Linked DNA regions of Mus musculus: region 1 is linked to region 2. The links are chromatin contacts, called in public promoter capture Hi-C maps. All regions are on one chromosome and are shown on one strand. The core of a region is the stretch at or near the end of the contact, and the rest is flanking DNA. Distances in the headings are between cores, read along the strand shown. Region 1 holds the start of Aldh1l2 (aldehyde dehydrogenase 1 family, member L2). Region 2 has its middle 120 kb from the start of Slc41a2.

Evidence for each region. Promoter capture Hi-C pulls out the DNA fragments that hold promoters and counts their contacts.
Region 1: a promoter capture Hi-C map of macrophages shows a contact between it and region 2, with 5 read pairs. The contact joins the promoter of Aldh1l2 here to the enhancer-like site in region 2. A contact is called at or near these places in 14 of 39 promoter capture datasets (the C10 cell line, HPC-7-derived erythroid cells, cranial neural crest and 6 more), 1 of 15 datasets of contacts at CTCF or cohesin (the NIH/3T3 cell line), 7 of 484 Hi-C or Micro-C datasets (bone marrow-derived macrophages, embryonic stem cells, gonadal supporting cells and 4 more), 11 of 115 datasets of contacts at active chromatin or transcription factors (astrocytes, embryonic stem cells, epiblast stem cells and 3 more) and 2 of 9 other capture datasets (adipose tissue and liver).

What each region holds. Positions count from the first base shown.
Region 1 is chr10:83,532,244-83,538,040 of GRCm38.p6, reverse strand. Aldh1l2 (aldehyde dehydrogenase 1 family, member L2) reads left to right here and starts at 3,901. Exons shown (of 23, transcript NM_153543.2): 1 at 3,901-4,074. The coding sequence starts at 4,027.
Region 2 is chr10:83,214,333-83,219,577 of GRCm38.p6, reverse strand. No RefSeq gene overlaps it. Among named protein-coding and RNA genes, the nearest start is that of Slc41a2, 120 kb to the left of the region's middle. Within about 2 kb of position 3,862, at least 54 of the 459 cell types and tissues checked have an H3K27ac peak or open chromatin away from gene starts, as enhancers often do. A contact at or near this core is called in bone marrow-derived macrophages, granulocyte-monocyte progenitors and macrophages, where this site is marked.

The sequences.
Region 1 (5,797 bases), core at 2,652-5,151, 320 kb before region 2:
TCTGCCCACTGACTTCTGTCTTTTGGTTGGGAAATCCCCGCTGTTAGCAGCGTGGGACAGCCTGAAGGTCCAGTAGCTTGAGCCCCTAGGGTACGCTGGAACCTTGTATCTGAGACCAGAGGACAAAGGTAGCCACAACACTTCGTTCTGTTATCTAAAAGTATCTTTTACTTCCTCAGCTGATGCGCTCAACTCATAGTGCTGCCTCTGTCTCAAAGGCAAACTGGGATTCTGAAAGGTCCCATGTAAACTTTAAAAGTCGCCTAACATAAACCTCTTCTCGAATACAACTTTGAAATAAGGTAATTGCATGATAAAGGTGACATTATAAGTGGTACTGTGATTTATAAGAGAATAAATAATGGCAAGAAAATGTGAGGCTATAGTCATTTCAGTATTTTTTTTTCTGTGAATTAGGAAAAATACATTCTTGGTCTGTTTTAGTTTTCACTGTTGAGGATTTTATACGTGACTATCATGTGCGTTGATCAAATCCATCCTCTCTCTTTCTCTCTCTCTCTCTCTCTCTCTCTCCTCCTCCTCCTCTCTCTCTCTCTCGCTCTCTCTCAAAAGCTCACTGACTCCTCTTAGTGGACCTGTATGCACACAGCTGTAGGACCACCTACTGGGGTGTGGGTAGCCTTTCAGGAACCCTATGCCTGTGGAAGACTTACACTTCCCCCTCAGCAGCTGTCAATTGCCAGTAGCTTCTGAGCCAGGAACAGGACTCCAAGAGCCCCTCCCATGTCCATGCTAGGATGTTGGCTGGCTCCATCTTCTGCAGATCTTGTGAATGCAGGCACAGGTGTGTGAGTTCATGTGTGCTGTCCCATCCAGCAGTTACTGGTTCGAGGCAGACAGCCACTACTTCTGGATCCCACAACCTCTCTACCCCCTGTTCCATGATGCTGAGATCTACAACCAACCTGAGCTACTGCAGATTGCTGGTGTTGGTTATTCAGTGCATCCCTGGCCTCTGCCATATCATAACTGGGAGCATCAATCAATCCAAGGTCACGTCACAGCTGCAGGCGCCTCAGATCCCCTTGTCTTTTCATTCCCACACTCATCGATCATTTATCGTGTTTCAAGTCAGGACTCTGAGGCCATGTGGTCCCAAACTCACTTCAACTCCACAATTTTCTTCCTCCCAAGTTATCATTTGTCAGTTGCTTTAGATTATAAAAGAAACTGAGGAAACAGACTGTGTTTTGTTCATTTTTACATTTCTTCTGTATTACAGTGCTCTGTACATTATTATTTTGATAAATGCACAAATGTTTACAAACTTTCAATGCATCTTATTTACAATTCCATTCTATCAATCTTTTTATTAAAGATTTATTTATTATTATATCTAAGTACACTGTAGCTGTTTTCAGACTCACCAGAAGAGGGCGTCAGATCTCATTACAGGTGGTTGTAAGCCACCATGTGGTCACTGGGATTTGAACTCAGCAATCAAATTCTGAAGAGCAGTCAGTGCTCTTAACCACTGAGCCATCTCTCCAGCCCTCTATCAATCTTTATACATTCTTTCTTAATGACAGCATTCTACTACCTGAACTAAAAATTACTTTTTATTTATGAAGTATGAGAATGTCAAAATAAAAAGATATTTCAGTTTAAAAAAGATTTAGTCTGTTTTATTCCTCAGATACTGAAGGCAGATTCATATAGATACAGATAGATAGATAGATAGATAGATAGATAGATAGATAGATAGATAGATTTACATGTTTATGTATATGAGTTCTTTATCTGCATGTACTTCTGCATACTAGAAGATGGCACCAGACACCTGTGAGCTGCCGTGTGGGTGCTGGGAATTGAACTCAGGACCTTAAGAGAGCAGTGAGTGCTGTTAACCACTGAGCCATCTCTCTAGCTCCCTGAAAGCAGAATCTTAAGTAAAATAATCTGGGCTGGGCATACATCTGACCATTTCATTCCAAGAAGGATTATCTCAAGCCTCACAGTTTCCTCAAGCTGATATACAGTCAGTAAAGCTGAAACATGCCCATAAACCGGTAGGGTTACGGGCAATGTCTTGGACCGGGGTAGTGGTTAAGAGCTCATACTGCTCTTACAGAGGATGGGAGTTCAGTTCCCACAATCCACTTCAGGTGACTTACAACTTCCCGTAACGTCCCTCTGAGGCCACAAGCACGCACATACAGACAATACATTGCACTAATTAAAAATGAAGTAAATCTTTTTTCCCCAAAGATTTATTTACTTATTTTATGTATATGAGTACACTGTAGCTGTCTTCAGACACACCAGAAGACGGCATTGAATCCCATTACAGATGATTGTGAGTCACCATGGTTGCTGGGAATTGAACTCAGGACTTCTGGAAGAGCAGTCAGTGCTCTTAACCTCTGAGCCACATCTCCAGCAAAAGTAAATATTAAAATACATACATACATACATACATGCATGCATGCATACATACATACATACATACATACATACATACATGGAAAGATGCTCCCTAACCAATGTGCATGATCTCTGAGTGCTCAAAAGTGAAATGGATTTAAGCAAGAAGTCAGTAACATTTGTTTCATATCATTACAAAGAAAATGCCAGACAGAGTCTCAGAGACTTCAGTAAGAATAGACACATTTCACCAAATGTTTGTTACATCTTTGGGTTAAAGAGTGTATGGTTCATGAATGTAACAAAAATAAAAAATAAATAAAAAACCAAAACTGAAGATCTTTCAGATCTGCCTTTAACAGCTTCTTTAGGTATCCAATGCCCCCCATGAGTATATAAACAAATCGAGAGAGTTGTTTAAGGGGATTAAGGATAGTGAGTGGAGTCCAACAAAAAGTAACTCATCTGTATGGATGTGACAGAGAACGCTGTGAATCTGTTCAATTAATGAATTCACAATAAACAGTTGGGAAGTAATAATCACACGGGCAGAAGAATATCAAAATACAAGAGTGAACGAAACTCCACGCAGCCCCGAATTCCAGGCTAAGGAATCCTTTTGGGACAAAGGTTTCACTACAGCATGTGTGCAAGTTTCTTCATAGAGGCAAGGCACAAATGCAGGTATGAGTTATCTACTGGGGACGAGAAGTGTGCGACAAGGCCAGCGAACAGTATCTTACCAACCCTCATCCTCAGATGATGGGGGTATCAGACTATGCCTAAAGCAAGGGTGCCCAGCGCCTTATCTTCCCAGTTCAAGCTGGAGCTCCACAAGTGTGCCTGTTGCTTTCTGGCGACTGTTAGGCAGGTAACTTTCGAAGTGTTCTAATTCATTTCTGTTGCGAAACACCCCGAGGAAAAAGCAACTTAAAGGAGAAAGGGTTTATTCAATTTAGGAGTCCAGGTTACTATCTACCATTGTCCGGAAGTCAAGGTGGGAACCCGAGGCAGCTAGCTAGTTACACTCAGAGAGAGAGAATAAATCCACACATGCTTACTGCTCAACACGTTTTTGTTGTTGTTTTTGTTTGTTTGTTTGTTTGTTTTTTTTCTTTTTTCACTCTTACTCTTAGTTCAGGGTCTAGTCCATGAAATGATGCCACCCACAATCAGGACGCATCTTCTCACCTCAGTTAACCCAAGAAATGTTCCATCCAGGTGTGCCTGGTCCAGGTAATCCCTTTCCCAGATCATCCTACCTTGAGTCAAGTTGAAAATAAAAAGTAATCCTTACAGGGTGTCCGATTAAATTATAAGGTACATCTCTCTGCCTAACTCCGCGGGTCTGAGTAATTTATGGAAGGTCCCACCTCTAGCGAACACTTAGGCTATCCATGGAGCAGAGGCGGAGTCCAGCAAGCCCTTGGGTTAGGCACCGATTCATTCCCTAGACCTGCACCAGGTCACGTGTGCTTAGGGGCAGGAGCTCTGCCAGCGGTGAGGGGCGGGACCTGCCATTCGAGGGGGCGGGGCCGTGAGCAGAGCTGGACAGAGCTGAAGCGAAGCACTCAACCCTCTGCAGCCCTGGTACCTACCCACTCCCGCCGCCCGCCTGGCAATCGCTCGCTCCTCTACATCATGCTGTGGCGGGGTAGCCAGGCGCTACGGCACTTCTCCACCAGCCGGGTGAGTCCTGTCAAGGCGAGCATCCACATCCTGGTCTTGCTTTCCAGACCTCGGGGGTTGCAGGGCCGGGACGGCAAGGCTGGGGTGGGCAGTGATGCTCAGACCTTGCTAGAAGGGACAACAGCTTTTTTTCAGACTGGAAGACTCCAGAGAAGCCTGTGGCAGTATCCGGGATGGGAATTGTCAAGTGAGCCTTTGTCTGCTGCCGGGAATCAGCTGCAGACGCGGTCTGGCTGGGATGGCAGGCTGGGGACTGACAATGAGTAAAGGGACACGAGCCAGTCTGTTTTTTTCCTTTTTGCATTTCATGACCCCGACGTGAGCAGTTTAGGGTCGGAACGGTGGATAAGTGTGAGCGAGACTGCCTTGCAAGGTCTACCAGATGAGACTGGGACCCAGGCAAGCTCAACACAGCAATCTAGGACAGCTTGATGCTTCCCGCCGAGTAGCGAGTAGTGGCGGCCAGATTTCCAGGATCACCCAGCGCTGCAGGAGTAGCCACGCTGGTGTGTTGTAAAACTGTAGAGTAAGAACCTGGCCCCGGCCCAGCTCACAGACGTGGGATTGCATCAGATCACTTCTAGAAATGGAACGAGAGCCGACACGTTGCAAGTGGCTCTGCCTTCAGCACTTCGGTGAGTCTGGGGAGAGACAACACAGCCTGTTCCGGCTAAGGAAAGCGTCTATCCTGTGCACATAATCGCTTTTGTAATCAGCACATCCTGGCTGTGTTATAAAAATATTTCTCCTCCGTTGGTATTTTTCTCTGACATTGCCATATGTAAAAAAAGTTGAAGGCAGAATCCAAATAATTGGTCAGATTTTATTTTGCTCCGTACAATCAATGCAAGTGACTTTGGGGGACAGTCATAGTTTATAAGAGACCCGTCTGCCCTGAGCTTTGGACCATTCTGCTGTGTAACCCTCAGACCCTTCCTTAGTTTCTTTAACCACTCTGGCCGTGCAATCTGGTCCTGGGGCACAGATAGCTAAGAGCCGTGTCTACTACCCTGGTCTTGGCTACCACCTTGTCAGTAAACTGTTGGGAAGCTAAAAGAAAGGAGTTTTGAAAGATGATAAGATTTCCATGCTGGGGTTTTAGAAGTTTCTATTTAAGGGGAAAAAAAAAAAAAAGCTGAACAAGCCAAGTGACAGATACCAGGAATAGAAACATAGCTGGGCAAAGCAGCAGGCTGCCACAGAGGCCCTCTGTCCCCAAGAATACATATGGGAAGGTGGCCGCAGACAGAGCTGGGAAGTGGTCATAGTTCTTCATGGTCAAAAGGAGAACAGTAAAGGATGAGGGAAGAACCGGAGATAGTTATCTACAGATAGTGCAAGCACATCCTTTGCACAGTGCTCTGTAAACGTTATCTTAAAACGAAAACGGCCACTACATGGTTAATAAGACTGCAATACAACCACTTTGGAAAACTGTCTGTCAGCTTCTTTTGTAGAAATTTCAAGTCACATTCTATTGGGAGTGGAGGATGTGGTGGTGGGGGGATGCCACAGCACATGTGGAGGAGTGAGAAGGTAAGCTTTAGTAGTTAGTTCTTGCCTTCCTTCTTGGTGGTCCTGGGAATCAAAGCACACACACAAGGCTGTCACGGTTGTATCCACACTCACAGGGCCCAGGCTCAAGGTATGCACACAAGAAAAAGGTGAATTTGACTGCATCTGAATTATACTTCATGTTAGTCTGTTTCCTGTGACTTTTAAT
Region 2 (5,245 bases), core at 2,613-5,112:
CTGCACGTGGATTCTGGGCACTGAACTCTGCTCTTCAGCCTTAGAGCCAGGACCTTTAGCCACTGAGTAATCATACCAGCCCTTCTTGTGACATGGTCTAGGCCTAGAGTTAATGATTCAGCTACAGGGGCGGCCCAGCAGGCCCCTGGGACTCATCTGTCTCCCCAACACTAGAATTACAGACAAATGTCAGCACACCCACATTTTGTGGGTGCTTGGGATTCAAACTCAGGTCCTTGTGTTTATACAGTAATCACGCTACCCACTTAGACATCTGGCCAGCCTCTCCGTTCTGCTGGAGAGACATTTATAGATTGGCTTTGAGCTTGAGCTCAATGCTTCTGTGAACAATCCCATCTGAGGAAGAATTTGGGATTTTGTGATCTTTTCTCCAGAGACTCGTGGCAGATAGAGACACTTTTGTGGAGCCTCAGCTATGAATCTGGACAAAGGACAATGTGGCCTCAGAGGAATCAACATATTAACCATTCTGTGGGAATTTAAAACCATTCTGCACGGGTTAATGGGCACAATTAACACCAGAATTAGACAGACTGTGTAAGTAATTGAGACTATTGAACATAGCTATTGACTATACCACCCCTGGTCTGTGGATCAGGCTGCCTCACAATTCATTAGAGAATGTAATTAGCAAGACCTTATTGGATTTTATTATTGGCTCCAGGGTAGTTTTGCATGGAAAATACTTGGTAGGTGGCTTTCTGAGAATAACCAAGTGATGGTCATTTTGGTGTGTGCTTTTGAGATAAAGTTTACCAGTATAAAATGAATTTCCAGTTTCCCACCCCCTGCCCCCGCCACACATACACACACTTCTCTTCAGTCTCCAAAGGATCCTTCTCCACCATATTAAGTGGCTTGGTCTGCTCAGTCACTAGGATCCTTCTTAGCGCTTGGTCAGCCATTTTGCTTTGAGTTAACTGGTGTTTTATCTCCCAGCTCCTATGTGGCTGACTCCTGTCAACACTGGGTAAAGTGCTATTTACTGAGGGGGGAAAACCCTAACCTGTTAAGCTACAATAGGGAGAAAGAAAAGACAACTGTTTGAACCTTTCAGGAGGGTTGTCTTGGTGCACAAACCAGTCCATTACTTACAGAGAGAAACAGTTCGTTTTGGCTCGTGCTTTCAAAGGTTCCAGTCCATGACTCACTGGTCCCAAGGAAGAGCAGCAAGTCAGGCTGGAGTGTGTGTGTGTGGCAGAATGAATCTGGTTACCTCGTGGCTGGGTTGCAAAAGAGAAGGGTCTCGAGGCCCGTGGTCCTCTGCAAGGGCACACACACACACACACACACACACACACACAGGAGCCTCAAACTATCGTGCAGGTCAATCACCTGGTGCCTTTGCTGGGGGGAAGATGCTAGTTTTGTAGGTCTGGAGCAAGACTTGGGAGTCTACACTGCCTAGATGTTCTCAGATCTGCTGCTGCTGCTGCTGCTGGCGATGATTGTGATGATGGTGATGACGATGACGACAATGACGATGCTGTCTGTGCATCCTTCTGAGATGAGATAACCCAATGGCGAGGATGATGAAGTGACATGGGATGTGTAGACTGGAATGATGTTGCATCCAAAAAGCAGCTGCTTTACTGATGAGAACTCTCTACCCAGACAAATGAAAATCAAGTCTCCTCAAACCTCACCAACATGCGTACAAATGAGGTCCTAAGCTGACACTGTCTTTATAGCCATGCTTCCATGCTCATTGCCCAATGTGCTCAGCAGACACCCGGCTCTCTGTTATTTCTAAGAATGTAGGGATCACATCTCCCTTCAGCCAGGGTCCTCTGGGCTCTGTTGCTCAGGATCCCCTCTGTTCACATGCAAAGCTCAGGACCCCATTTGGGGAGGGAGGTTATGGGTGAGGGAACTGAGACTCCCTGACGGCTCAGATCTCTACTCTGAAGAAGGCACATGTTCATGGGGCACAAAGTTGTGAGTCACTGAGAGGCCTGAGCCAGTCTTTGTTCCGGAGCCAAAGTTCCCCCTATCTCCCCCCACCCTCTCTACACCCTGCTTGCCCAACACCCCCAGTCCCTTCTCAGCAGTTTGGCTTGGTCCCTGCTGTGTCAAGTTTTCGTCTCTTTGGAAGTTGTATCAGGTTCCAGCTGCAGCCCTCCCTGGGCCAAATCCACAGCTGGCAAAGAAGCAGACATCTTATCTGTCTTGGCCAAGACAAAGGGAATACACAAGGTTTTCTACGGGAACAGAGCTGATAGACGGACTATATAGTCCGAAGGGGGTTTACTAGAAAGGCTTACATGATAAAATGGTCTGGGAAGTCCAACAGAGGCTGGAGAGTCTGAGAACCTGGCGCCTGCGCAATCTAAAAGACTGTCTGTCTGATCAGTCGCAAGCTGATGCTGAAGGCCTGGAAGATTTCTGGAGAGTCACTGGTCTTTGGGGGTCTTCAGTCCAAGCTGGAGGGCTAAATAAGTGGATTCTGATGTCCGTGAAGGGCAGCGGCAGCGGCCCGGGGTGGCTACACTTAACCGCTTCTTCCTCAGAACTCTATCTCTGGGTAATGCCTGCCAGTAGCCCTCCTGCTCTGAGGGAGGGCTTTCTCCCCTTAGCGTGTCCTTTCTGGATGTGCCCTCACAGATCCACCCCAGTCAGGTCTCTTAGTTGATTCCAGATCCTATCAAATTGATGATCACGATTAACCGTGGTATTAATTGGACATATTAACTTCAGGGCTTCAGATTCCCAGAGCGTGTTTAATATGCTACTACGTTTATGGTTTTGGACATCTGGAAGTGGGTTTTCTCCTATCTGAGCTTTTGCACTAAGTTTTTGCACATGTGAAAATGTGTCATGATCCCTAACACTTGATTCATATTTAAGTCAATTCTGCATTAAACATGTTTTTATTCTGCCAGAGTTTGGAAGCAGCTCTTTCCCGATTTCTAAAAGGAAGTGGTAGTTAAGGAATTGAGGTAATCGGGCAGGTTTCAGGTATGAACCTCATTTTCCCGTGAGCCAGCTGTGTGTGGTGGATAAGCTCCTCATTTTCAACTGGAAAAAACACATGCAAATAGTAGCCAGTTCTTAGGAGTATTTCAAGGTTTAAAGACCTATTTTTTAAATTTGTATTTGTGTGTGTGTGTGTGTGTGTGTGTGTGTGTGTGGTGTGGTGGTGGTTGTGTGTATATGCGTTTGTGTGTACGTTTGTGTGTGTGGTGGTGGTGGTCGTGTGTGTTTGTGTGTGTTTGTGTGTGTTTATGTGTGTGTGTATGGTATGTGGTGGTGGTGGTCATGTGTATGTGTTTGTGTGTGTTTATGTGTGTGTGTGGTGTGTGATGGTAGTATGTATGTGTGTTTGTGTGTATTTGTGTATGTTTGTGTGTATGTGTGTGTATGTGTGTGTGTGCCATGTAAGTGTAGATGCCTACAAGGCCAAGACGTTTATTTTATTTTTTGTTTTTCCAACATAATATTTTTATTGATTGCTTGCTGATTTCACATCATACACTGTATCAAATTTGTTTCCTAGTCGTTCCTTGTGTGCCCCATCCCCAGTGACCTCCCTCCCCCAAAAAAGTGCAATTTTGTTATCTGTATACTCACTGGAGCATGGTCAAACTCTCAGCCTGTTAAGTAGAGCTAAGTCTCCCCTCCCACACCTCTGCTGGAAGCCATCTATTGTGGAGAGACACTTCAGCATTCTATCACAGTTTTTAAGAGTAACTAGGCTGTTACCGTTTGGGGGTGGGCATGGGGTGGAGGGAGGGGTTGTCACAGAAGCCGTCCACTTCCCTTTTTCTCAACTGTGCGTCTGCAGTCATTGATGTCACCGTCAAAGGAGTTTATTTGCTTTTTATGAACTGGGAGAGCATGAATCATGGGTTTCACATGGTTTCTGAAGTCAGCACAGACCACAAACAAGGCTCCCAGTTGCAGTAGGGCCAGGACCCAGACAAGGCCCTCTGATGAAGCTGGGATTATGGTCATCACCATGGCTTCAGGCGGGAGCATAGACCATGGATTTCCACATGGACTTTGGGTAGCACAGGCCACAGACATCAATGCAGATCCAGCTACACTAAGACCGCAGACCCTAATATGGCCCTCTGTGACAGGACGAACCTGGACATCACCATGACCTTAGGTATCAGTTGCAAGGTAAGTATTGGTGCAGCTGGGTCTATGTTGATGTCCATGGCGTGTGCTACCACCAAAGGCTGTATAGATGTCCATGGTCTGTGTTGCAGACTGAGACCATGTTGATGTCTGTGGGTAATGCTGCCACTGGGGGCCACATCATGTGGGTAGCTGTGCTGTCACTGGGGGCCACGGTGATTCCAGCCCCATGTTGCCACTGAGAGCCACATCCTGGTCCATAGTCTTACTGCACCTAGCGCTGCCAGGCCTATGTTGATGTTCATGGCCCTGCTACCACCTAAGGCCACGAGGATGACTGTAGTCTGTGGTTCTGCTTTAAATGCCCTGAGCTGAAGTTACAGGTGGTTGGGAGCTGCCCCGTGTGGAACAGCAGGAAGCACTCTTAAAGGCCGAATCATCTCTCCTGGCCCTATTGTGCGTGAAGTTTAAATGAACTAATACATGTCACGTGTTTGAAGCAGCTGTTGAATAATGAGTCTCATAAGAGGGCCAGCTTTTTTTAAAAATCAACTCCATCAGCCTCTATCCTGAGTGTTCTGAAATGTCATAATTCGAAAGCTCTCTGAGACACTTTATTCATATCAGACTTGGAACTTAGGAGGCCGTTAGAATATCTGTCTTTACATCTGGGAAGTTTTGTTTTTGTTTTATATTAAAGGCGTGTTTATTGGGAAGCTGGTCTCTGGCAAGTTCACTGGCTCCAAGGATTGAGGCCAAAGTAATCCCCATAGGGAGGAGTGGGGGAGAGGATAAAGAGAAAAAGGACAGAGAGAAAGAGAGAGAGAGAGAGAGAGAGAGAGAGAGAGAGAGAGAGAGAGAGAGAGAGAGAGAGGAAGAAGAAGAGGAAGAGCAAGGGGAAAGAGGAAAGGACAGGGGAGGGAGGGAAAGAAGGCAGGAGTAAAGGAAGGAGACAGAGAAGAGAGAGAGAGAGATCATTTAAATTGAAAATTATTTCATGCCTCCCCCACTCTCATTCTTATTCTGGGATAACTCAGTTAAAGTCCACTTTTCTCTGATTTCACCTTCCATATTTGTCTTTCTTTTTCATTTCAGATTTTTCATCCCTTTGCCTTTTCATCTTATGTTCTTTTAAAAATAA